Regions from separate parts of the Mus musculus genome. Here region 1 is linked to region 2. Evidence: chromatin contacts called from public Hi-C data. All regions are on one chromosome and are shown on one strand. The core of a region is the stretch at or near the end of the contact, and the rest is flanking DNA. Distances in the headings are between cores, read along the strand shown. Region 1 has its middle 49 kb from the start of Gm29543. Region 2 overlaps Sv2c (synaptic vesicle glycoprotein 2c).

Region 1 (4,730 bases), core at 190-2,689, 110 kb after region 2:
AAAATTTATCCTGTCTACAAGAAGACTAGGCACAGAGGATGGAGCAAAGACTGGGGGAATTGTCAACCAACAACTGCTCCAACTTGAGACCCATCCCATGGGCAAGCATCAGTCTCTAACATTATTAATGATACTCTGTCATGCTTGCAGGCAGGAGTCTAGCGTGGCTGTCCTCTGAGAGGCTCCCCCAGCAGCTGACTCAGACAGATGCAGACACTCACAGCCAAACAGTGGATGGAGCTTGGAGACCCTTATGGAAGAATAGGACGAAGGATTACGGGCCCCTAAGGGGATAGGAACTCCACAGGAAGACTAACAGAGTCAACTAACCTGGACCCTTGGGGCTCTCAGAGTCTGAATATCCAACCAAAGAACATACATGGGCTGGACCTAGGCCTCCCTACACATATGTAGCAGATGTGCAACTTGGTCTTCAAGTGGGTCCTGGACAACTGAAATGGAGGCTATCCCCAAAGCTGTTCCCTGTGTGTGGAATATGTTCTTCTAGCTGGGCTGCCTTACCTGGCCTCAATGGGAGAGGAAACACTTAGCATCGTAGAGACTTGAAGTGTCATAATACCTAGGGGAGATCCACCCACTTAAAGGAGAAGGGAAGAGGGTGGAAGAAGGATTGTAGGAAGGGGTGACCAGGAGGGGGACAGTGAGCGGATGTAAAGTGAATAAAAATAAAAATGAAATTAAATTTTAAAAGTTATAAAACTGGGAGTATAAAAAATATTTAAATAAAAATAATTATAAAATTTAGTTTTATAAATAAAATGTTATAAATTTTATATATTTAAAATTTTATAATTTTTATAATTGTATATACATTTTATAATCTTATACATTTAAAATATAAAATATAAAATAATTACAAAAAAAATTTATAAAAATTAAATAAAAATAAATAAATAGCTTAAGACATATACTTATTTTCCATTCAGAAAGACTTGAGAATAGCAGGCTTTTCAGCGATTGCCCATGATAGTCTAGCCACTGTGAGAGTTAGATCTTGCTATGTTTGGCAGCCTCACGCCTTCATGTCTAAGTGAAGATGAGGTCACATAGAAAAGGATTAGATCTTTGCTCACGTGGAGGAGAGAGGGGAATTAATACGGAACGAAATTGGCAGGTGACATGGTGACGAATGCTCTTGCCCGCCAGCTGACTTTGTTGTAATAGACAGTGGGTGACAGAGAATTAGAGCAGTGTGGAGCCGAGGCTGGGTGTGGCCATCCTGAAGTGTGCACGGATCTATTCTAGTGCCTGTCACGCATGGGAGCCAGGTTCTTAGGATGCCCATATAACATTTAAGGCTGAGAGGGCGTCTGTTAATGCACCAGGCGTGCTGAGAGAAGAAAGCCATCCTCCAGTGCACAGAATGACACTCGTGAGCATTTATTGAATGCAGCTGTGAGGTATTGCACCATGGGGAGCAAGTGAGTGGGGAGAAAGGCATCCGAGTGAGCGCCCAGCTCCCACACTAGCCTTGCCCTGCTGCAAAGTGGTATGAGATAATTCCCTGTAACCCAGGCTCCTGGTTTTGCTCAATGACATTATTAATGCCAGCCCTGCAGACTGGGGACTAGAAACTAGATCCAAGAACAGTGTAGGAAGACACAGCACAACACTGATAATTTCAATGGTTTTTTTTTGTTGTTATTTTTTTTTTTGCGATGTTCATTTTGATTTTAAGACTAAGTCAAGTAATATCTATTTGCCAAGAAGATTCTGATATAATCGAAGGTCAGGTAAAAGCTTTCATCCTAACTCAATACCCCAGCCATTTTTGCGTATGAAGGTATGAGGCTAAAATCTTCCCTGTGATTAATGGGGTGAAATGTACTATAGAACAGGTTCAAATGAATCACAGTAAAATATCCTTTCAATTATAGATAACTTTCTGAGGAAAGAAGAAAAACTGATGTTAGCAGATAAGTAAATACATAAGGGAACCTGACACTTTCCCATATCACTTGTCATTTCATAGTTTCAAATTAAGCTCAGCTCCCCAATATCAATTAAACCCTTACAGTGTGAAGCACGTTGCTGCGTATTGGGAACGGTGAGATAAACGGAAAGCGAGACAAAGATGGGACATTAGAGTTGCCGTGGAAGTGGCTGACAGGATGGATAAAAATTTCTCTGTATCGTGGTAATTGAATGGGGGCACGAGTCTATTAATATCAGAATACAATTTGTTTCTAGAATGGGCGTTCATTTATTATGATCAGACGCTTGCTCTTGCACTGCTGGAGATGCTGCGTCGGACTCATGTGGCTCACATATTCAAGTCAAGAAGGCTGGCACTCTTTCTCTCTGTTGCTCTTCCATATTTGTTTTCTCTGTCTTCCCTGACAGTTTCTCCCGAAGGAAGACAACCAGTGCTCGCCTATCTCCTATCAGTCTTTGTTCTATTACCATGTTCTTAATGGAAGGTGTGTGCTCACACCTCCATTTCTCTCACCCCATTTACCTTTCAACATACAACAGTCTGGATTCTGCTCTTACAATACATCAAAAATTCCTCTACGATTGACAAATGGTTGGCAGATCACCATATGCAGTGATCTCTCCAGATCTACAACATATGCAAGACCTTGACAGTACTGGCAGTGTCTCCTCAAAACTCACAGCTCCACAACCTTCAGTTCTTCTTCCTACCCTATCACCAGGGGTTGAGTTCAGAGCCAGTCAGGTGTTCTACCACTGAGCAGTATCCAGCCCTGGTTTACAGTTTATTTCTATGTGGGGGGTCTCACCAAGTGACCGAGGCTGACCTTGGTCTTGAACTTTTGATCCTTCTGCTTAGGCTTTCCAAGTCACTGGGATTAAAGGTTTATTCCAGCAGGTCAGGCTCTCTGTCTCCCTTACCCACTATAAGTGACTGACACACTGACCAGACTTTCCATTGATCAGGCATCTCCTTACACACTTACACCATTCCTGTTAGAGGCCTGATACTCAGCAGACATCTAACACACTTGCACCATTCCCACTACAGACCTCAAATCCCGGAGAGCCTTCATTTCACTCACCAATGCTTCGTGTTTCACACTTTGTTTTCTTCTAACTAAAATATGTTGGAGACACTGGCTAGTTTTATTTCTCTAGCTGACATATAAAGTTTAGATCAGTCTTCAGACCACTATACATCAGCTTTTAAAGGTTCTTATGGTCCTTGTACAAAAAGGATTTTTTCCCTTGGAAGTGACACCCAGAGTTCTTGTATAATCAAACACATCAATGCCTTTCCTTCCTCCATCCCCCGACCATCTCTGTCTCAACGTTGCTTCTCAGTTGCATCCTCAAAATAGCCAAGTTAAGGAAAGCTGTTTTATCACTGGAACGTTATTGGTAATTCAACTATTGGCCCCCAAAATGTCAGACTTAATCTTTATGATTTCTATGTTGGACTTAAATATTCAAATATCTAAATGATAGGGTGTACATAACACTTATAATTCATGCCACTCCACAAACACCCTCTCAAACAATGCAAATTTTGCTATTTTGATTGTTTGGGGGAAAAAACTTTTCTCTTATTATCATCATTAGGAAGTTTACAGAAACCAGAATTTGAAATTAGAAGGGAACTATGGTATATGATTATTGTTTTTCTTACTGAAAATGGGGGGTGTCCATTTCTCCTTCAGCTTGCACTTTGATGTTAGAATGAAACAGAAACTTAAGGTTCATTTCCAAGGAAAGGTATGTACTAAAATAAAGAGAACAGTGGCCACTATTCAATCATGCATGGGAAGGTTTATTCTGACCTACTAAGGAGTTTTCAGAAGCACTGGGGTATCTGAGGTAAGAGTTTCTTGGATGAATTTTCAGGAAATTCTTGAAGCCATGTGTGGTGGTTTGAATAGGAATGGCCTCCATAGACTCTGTGTGTGATGCTTGGCCCATAGGAAGCAGCACTATCAGGAGGTGTGGCCTTGTTGGAGTGGGTGTGGCTTTGTTCAAAGAGTGTCTTTGCTCACACCCCACCCTTCTGCTGCCTGTGCATCAAGATGTAGAACTCTCGGCTTCTTCTCCAGCACCATGTCTGCCTGCCTGTTGCTTCCCACCATGGTGATAATAGACTAAACCTCTGAAAACTGTGAGCCAGCTCCAATTAAATGATTTTTTTTCTTTATAAGAGTTGCTTAGGTCGTGGTGTCTCTTCGCAGCATGCAGCACAACTGGGAGACCCAGGAACCTACTGTCTACTCAACAACTGGAAAACAACTGGCTCCAGAACAGAGCTGCCCCTGTCAATCTGAAACCATGAGACTTTTAAAACACAATGAAACACACGGGCAAAGCAGATTCTTCCCGCTTACCTCCCCTGACCCACGAGCTTGGGAGCAGATACCAAGACTATGATCTCTCCAAACAGCTCCTCAGCAAAGGTGGCAGAAGTACTGGCTTCCTCTCATTGCCATGATTGACATCTGAACAACACCCAGAGCTTTGCTGCAGGGTCTTCAAGGGATGAGGTGGGTTTTGTCTTTCCTATGATCCTCTTACTCTCTCAACAGGATACTCTAAAACAGATCCTAGAAGCAAGTGGCTACAATCGGATGCTAAATGGTTTTTGCATTACTTACATAATGAAGTTTCAGGACAAACTCGGCCACACCATGAAGATTAATGAAGAAATGCCCAAGTCCTACTTTTTTAAATTAAATTCTATAGATTTTTTTGAAAACAAAAATTAACTCATTATTATTAATAAA
Region 2 (4,156 bases), core at 835-3,334:
TTTAAATCTCATTAAATTCCAGTTGCATTGAAGCTGTATTCATGGCTACGTGTTCTTCAACTGGAGCATGCTAGAGCTACCAGTGGCAACACTGAAAACCAAATGATGCTCTGCCTCCCAGAAGCAATCAATTCCCAATAGCTCCTCAGCTGGGGGTAAGACTTCATGTCCATCTCCTCTCATACCACAACTAAGCAGGAAATAAACACAATAAGATGGGAGGAAGGCACTGGGTAGCGGCATGGCACGCACTTCTTACCTCTGTGGTCTATCCCCGGGTAGGCATGTGTGTTTACGTGAAGTTGACCCCCACAGCGAGACTTGGTTTTGTTCCAGTGAGCAGCGTGATTCATACAGTTTTCAAACAGCTAGTCTAACACAATTGTACCATTTATTTCTGGTCTAACTATGTTCTCCTGAGAAAACAAAATTACTCAGAGAAAATTCATTACATTTCATGGGGCTGGATAAGCAGGGCAAAATGATCTGAAGGAACCATATTCTAATTGCATCACCATGACACTGGCACCAAGAAGCTATTTCCACAAAATAAAGTCACACTAAGCCCTGCACACTTGGAACCCACACCAGGATTTGTGCCTGTGAATGTGGTTAGAGATGTGAGATTCCCCACACTGTGAAGGAAAAGGCATAAAATATATAGCTACTGTCTATTAGTGCAAAAAAATGTATATCCTTCAGCTGTTGATATTGGCTGTTAGAAAACAAAAAAAAAACAAAGAACTACCTCTCCTGAAATGGTTTGTAGCACCATTTGCCCATGGTCATTACTGTATGCTGGTAAGTAAGGCAAACATTTCCACTCTGTGCTGCTATTTCCCCAAGCTCCCACCCTGGCAACTGTTTAATCCTTACCACAACTGCCAGGGATGTTGGTGGGGAAACCTAAAAGCGAAAGAACAGGGTTCAGTGTGTACCACTCAATGTGAGGGTTACACCTCCAGCCTCAGCAGGCTGATTCCAGATCTGCAATGCCCAAACCACACACTCACAATATCCCCAGGCCTTGCAAATGCCATTATGTCTTAGAAACGCTGGGCTAGATGATGTAGTTTTAAAATTCACATTTTGAATAAGAAAGCATGGTGAGATGGGGTAAGACACACATACCAAATTCTGATACACTGATTCCTAAGCTCTGGCCAGCACTGGATGTGACTCCAATAAAGAGAGACAAGGAGATCAATGAGTTGTATGCTAATACCAGGCTCCTAGAAGACCTGGTATTAGCATACAACTCTCTCTACTCTCCCTTTACCAACACAGGCAGTAGCAAAGTCATCCAGATAAATTTTAATGCCAGATGATCAAATGATAAATTATTATTATTATTTTAGTATCAGTATGTCCCAAATATCACACATGGCATTTTTATGGGAAAAATTGCACTATTATTTCTACACTTTAAATTTAAGTAGATTGTGTGAGAGTTCAAGTTTATCTGAACTCTAACTTCCCCTTATGCTGGAATATCTGGAGAGTTGTATCGAGTGGCAAATAGAGAGGAACATAGCAGGCTGAATTATGTAGTTTAAGGCTATTCCTAAGAGTTCACACTAGCCTGCATACTAACTAGTCATGGATAGGATGTGGAATATCAGAACACAAATGGCAAGCAGGCTGTGGGGACAAGAGAATTCATCACAAGAAGGGAGCCCAGAAGATAAAAGAACAGCTATAGATGGGGACCATGTCCCAGTGAGTAAAGAAGCTAAAACGTTGAAGCCTTCAATCTATGGTGTATCAATTCCAAACTCTTAAATCGTTTTTTTTTTTTCTGACCATAGGAAAAAAATTAAGCTGCTGATGTAAGGCTTTTAACTGAGGCACGGTCATTAGTCTTGTTTGAGTCTAGAGAAACAGAATTACAGTAATGGACCAAAAGGTCAAATCGCCAGCATCCTTAGCCCACTTGGCTACGCGCCTGGCATTGATCTTCATGTCTTGGATGTGTGCCATGGGGTCCTGGCTGGAGAGTTAAGCTCATACGCACTTTGCTGTTTATCAACAGATCTAATTATTCAGCTTCTTACACCACAGCACAGAGCATCAAAGGATGAATCAGGCACAGTTCAGATGGCAGCACGGACAGGAGAGAAAGGGCACGGAGGGAAAGGATAGCACTGAGGCTGTGCTGAGCCATCAGGGCGTGGTCTTAGTTGTGTGTCTGTTTTATAGTGTGTTAACATTTCAGGAAACAAAAGCTCACCATGTTAGTTACCACCGTTGGGAGGCAATTCCCATCTCTCCCACTAAGCTACACCCCACCCTAAGAGGTTTGTAATTTGTTTATGGTTTTCTTCATTTGTTTTTGCTTTTGCTTTTTTGAGACATTTAGAAAGTATGTAAATCACATTGACTTCCATAGTTCTAGCAAAAGAGCTTTGGCTCTAACAGCTTATTTTATCCTCACCCCCTAAAAACCTCCAAAAAGTTCTCATTTAGCAAAAAATTCTACCAGCAAGTGACATTTTATGATTATCTGATTCCACATAAATTAATAATTAACTGCTGAATATTTGAGGTCTTATGTTAGCCCCCTCTGGCTTTTAAGAAACATATTTCATTGAAACCAAATCCTTCCTTCAAATGCTGCCCAGGGAAAGAAACCAAAGTCACCAATCTGGCATATTCATGAGAGGTCAAAATAGTAAAACCAGGGCCCTGAGTTAGTCTGAAATTGCTTAGGGGACGCTGCAAGAGGAGCCATGACTGACTAAGAGCAGAGCCCATCTGGACCCTGAATTCTGGGAAGCTTCTGGCAACAGGCAGAGAAAGAGAGAAAATAGCTCTCATCTGTGCAGGGATGATCATCAGTTCCAGCATCCCTCTGAACACAGAAAATTAATGTAGTCTCTCTCTCTCTCTCTCTCTCTCTCTCTCTCTCTCTCTCTCTCTCTCTGTGCGTGTGTGTGTGTTAGTTCTGTGATGTGTTAAATTATCCCATTTTTAATTGTTTCTATGGAATGGCGCTGGGTCATGAACCCAGGTCCTCAAGCTCACATGGGCTCTTGTACCAATTCATATCCTTACCCTATTCTTTTGCTTGTTTTGTTGTTTATTTGTTTGGCTTGACTTTTTGTTTTTGAGGCAGTCTATGTAGCCCAGGCTACCTTTGAACTCTGATTCTCTTGTTTCAGCTTCCCACAAGCTCACACTAAGCTTAGGAAATATAGTAGACCATGCCTACCTAGAGATGGACCTACCATGGGATGGTGCACATTCCCAGAGATGTACAGTAGGCATCCTAGTAGACCTACTGTGGAATAGAGGGCATCCCCAGGGGTGTGAGCCATTATCATTCTCTTTTCTATACACTTTGCATCGATTGCACATTACCAGATGTTTTAAGAATGTGGCCTGAAGCTCTGGCTACTTTCTGTCCCATCAGATCAGTGGATGGACCAGTGTTTTGCAGGCAACTTTGGTCAAGCTCTTTTCTGGTGTCAGAAACATTTCTCCTCAGGAGAATGCAAAGAACTAGAGGACTATATTGGTGATAGATTGTTTAATCTTATTTTCTTGTTTGGCAATAATGAATCCAAATAAGATTTTGCTAGTATAGGCATACAGGCTGTACTTCATGAGCTAATAATTTTAAAATTCAATTAAGATTGAGGTGACAGCTAGGAGGCTAAACAGAGCCAGAGGGCATATTCACAGCCCAGATAAAAGCCCATCAAAGACACTGAAGTAGACACGGAGGACAAAGAGACCATTCCCCAGGAGACACAGCTATGGATCCCCAAATACAGCAAACACGATAAGGGTATACAACACAGCAATCAAATTTCAGAGCACACCCAGGGTGCCAAATAATCAAAAATTTGGAATAAACTTGAAAGAGAACAATCACACTCAAGTCTAAGCAGCAACAGTGGGATTTTACATATTTTACCAACAATGGCACAATGTAAGGCATTGTTAACAGCTATATAAAATTTTTTCTCATTTAAGACACCAGTCAGATCTAGTGCTCTTACTCCTGACATACAGATATCAAAACTGAGGAATGGAATTGTTTAACTTGCCAATCATCCTACATCAGTAAAAGATTTTTTCCATGTCCATCTGACTTTTTAAGCCTCTCATCTGATTCACTTCTCACACTACACCGCTACCATAGTAGTTTCCC

The links. Hi-C and Micro-C count contacts between places; a contact is called where the count stands out from the background.
Region 1: a Hi-C map of the N1E-115 cell line shows a contact between it and region 2, with 2.4 times the contacts expected there. The contact joins two enhancer-like sites. A contact is called at or near these places in 4 of 484 Hi-C or Micro-C datasets (the N1E-115 cell line, embryonic stem cells, nephron progenitors and 1 more) and 2 of 9 other capture datasets (adipose tissue and pancreatic islet).

The regions. Positions count from the first base shown.
Region 1 is chr13:96,179,607-96,184,336 of GRCm38.p6, forward strand. No RefSeq gene overlaps it. Among named protein-coding and RNA genes, the nearest start is that of Gm29543, 49 kb to the left of the region's middle. Within about 2 kb of position 1,440, at least 9 of the 459 cell types and tissues checked have an H3K27ac peak or open chromatin away from gene starts, as enhancers often do. A contact at or near this core is called in the N1E-115 cell line, where this site is marked.
Region 2 is chr13:96,071,722-96,075,877 of GRCm38.p6, forward strand. The region is part of intron 2 of Sv2c (synaptic vesicle glycoprotein 2c); the gene reads right to left. Among named protein-coding and RNA genes, the nearest start is that of Sv2c, 59 kb to the right of the region's middle. Within about 2 kb of position 2,085, at least 12 of the 459 cell types and tissues checked have an H3K27ac peak or open chromatin away from gene starts, as enhancers often do. A contact at or near this core is called in the N1E-115 cell line, where this site is marked.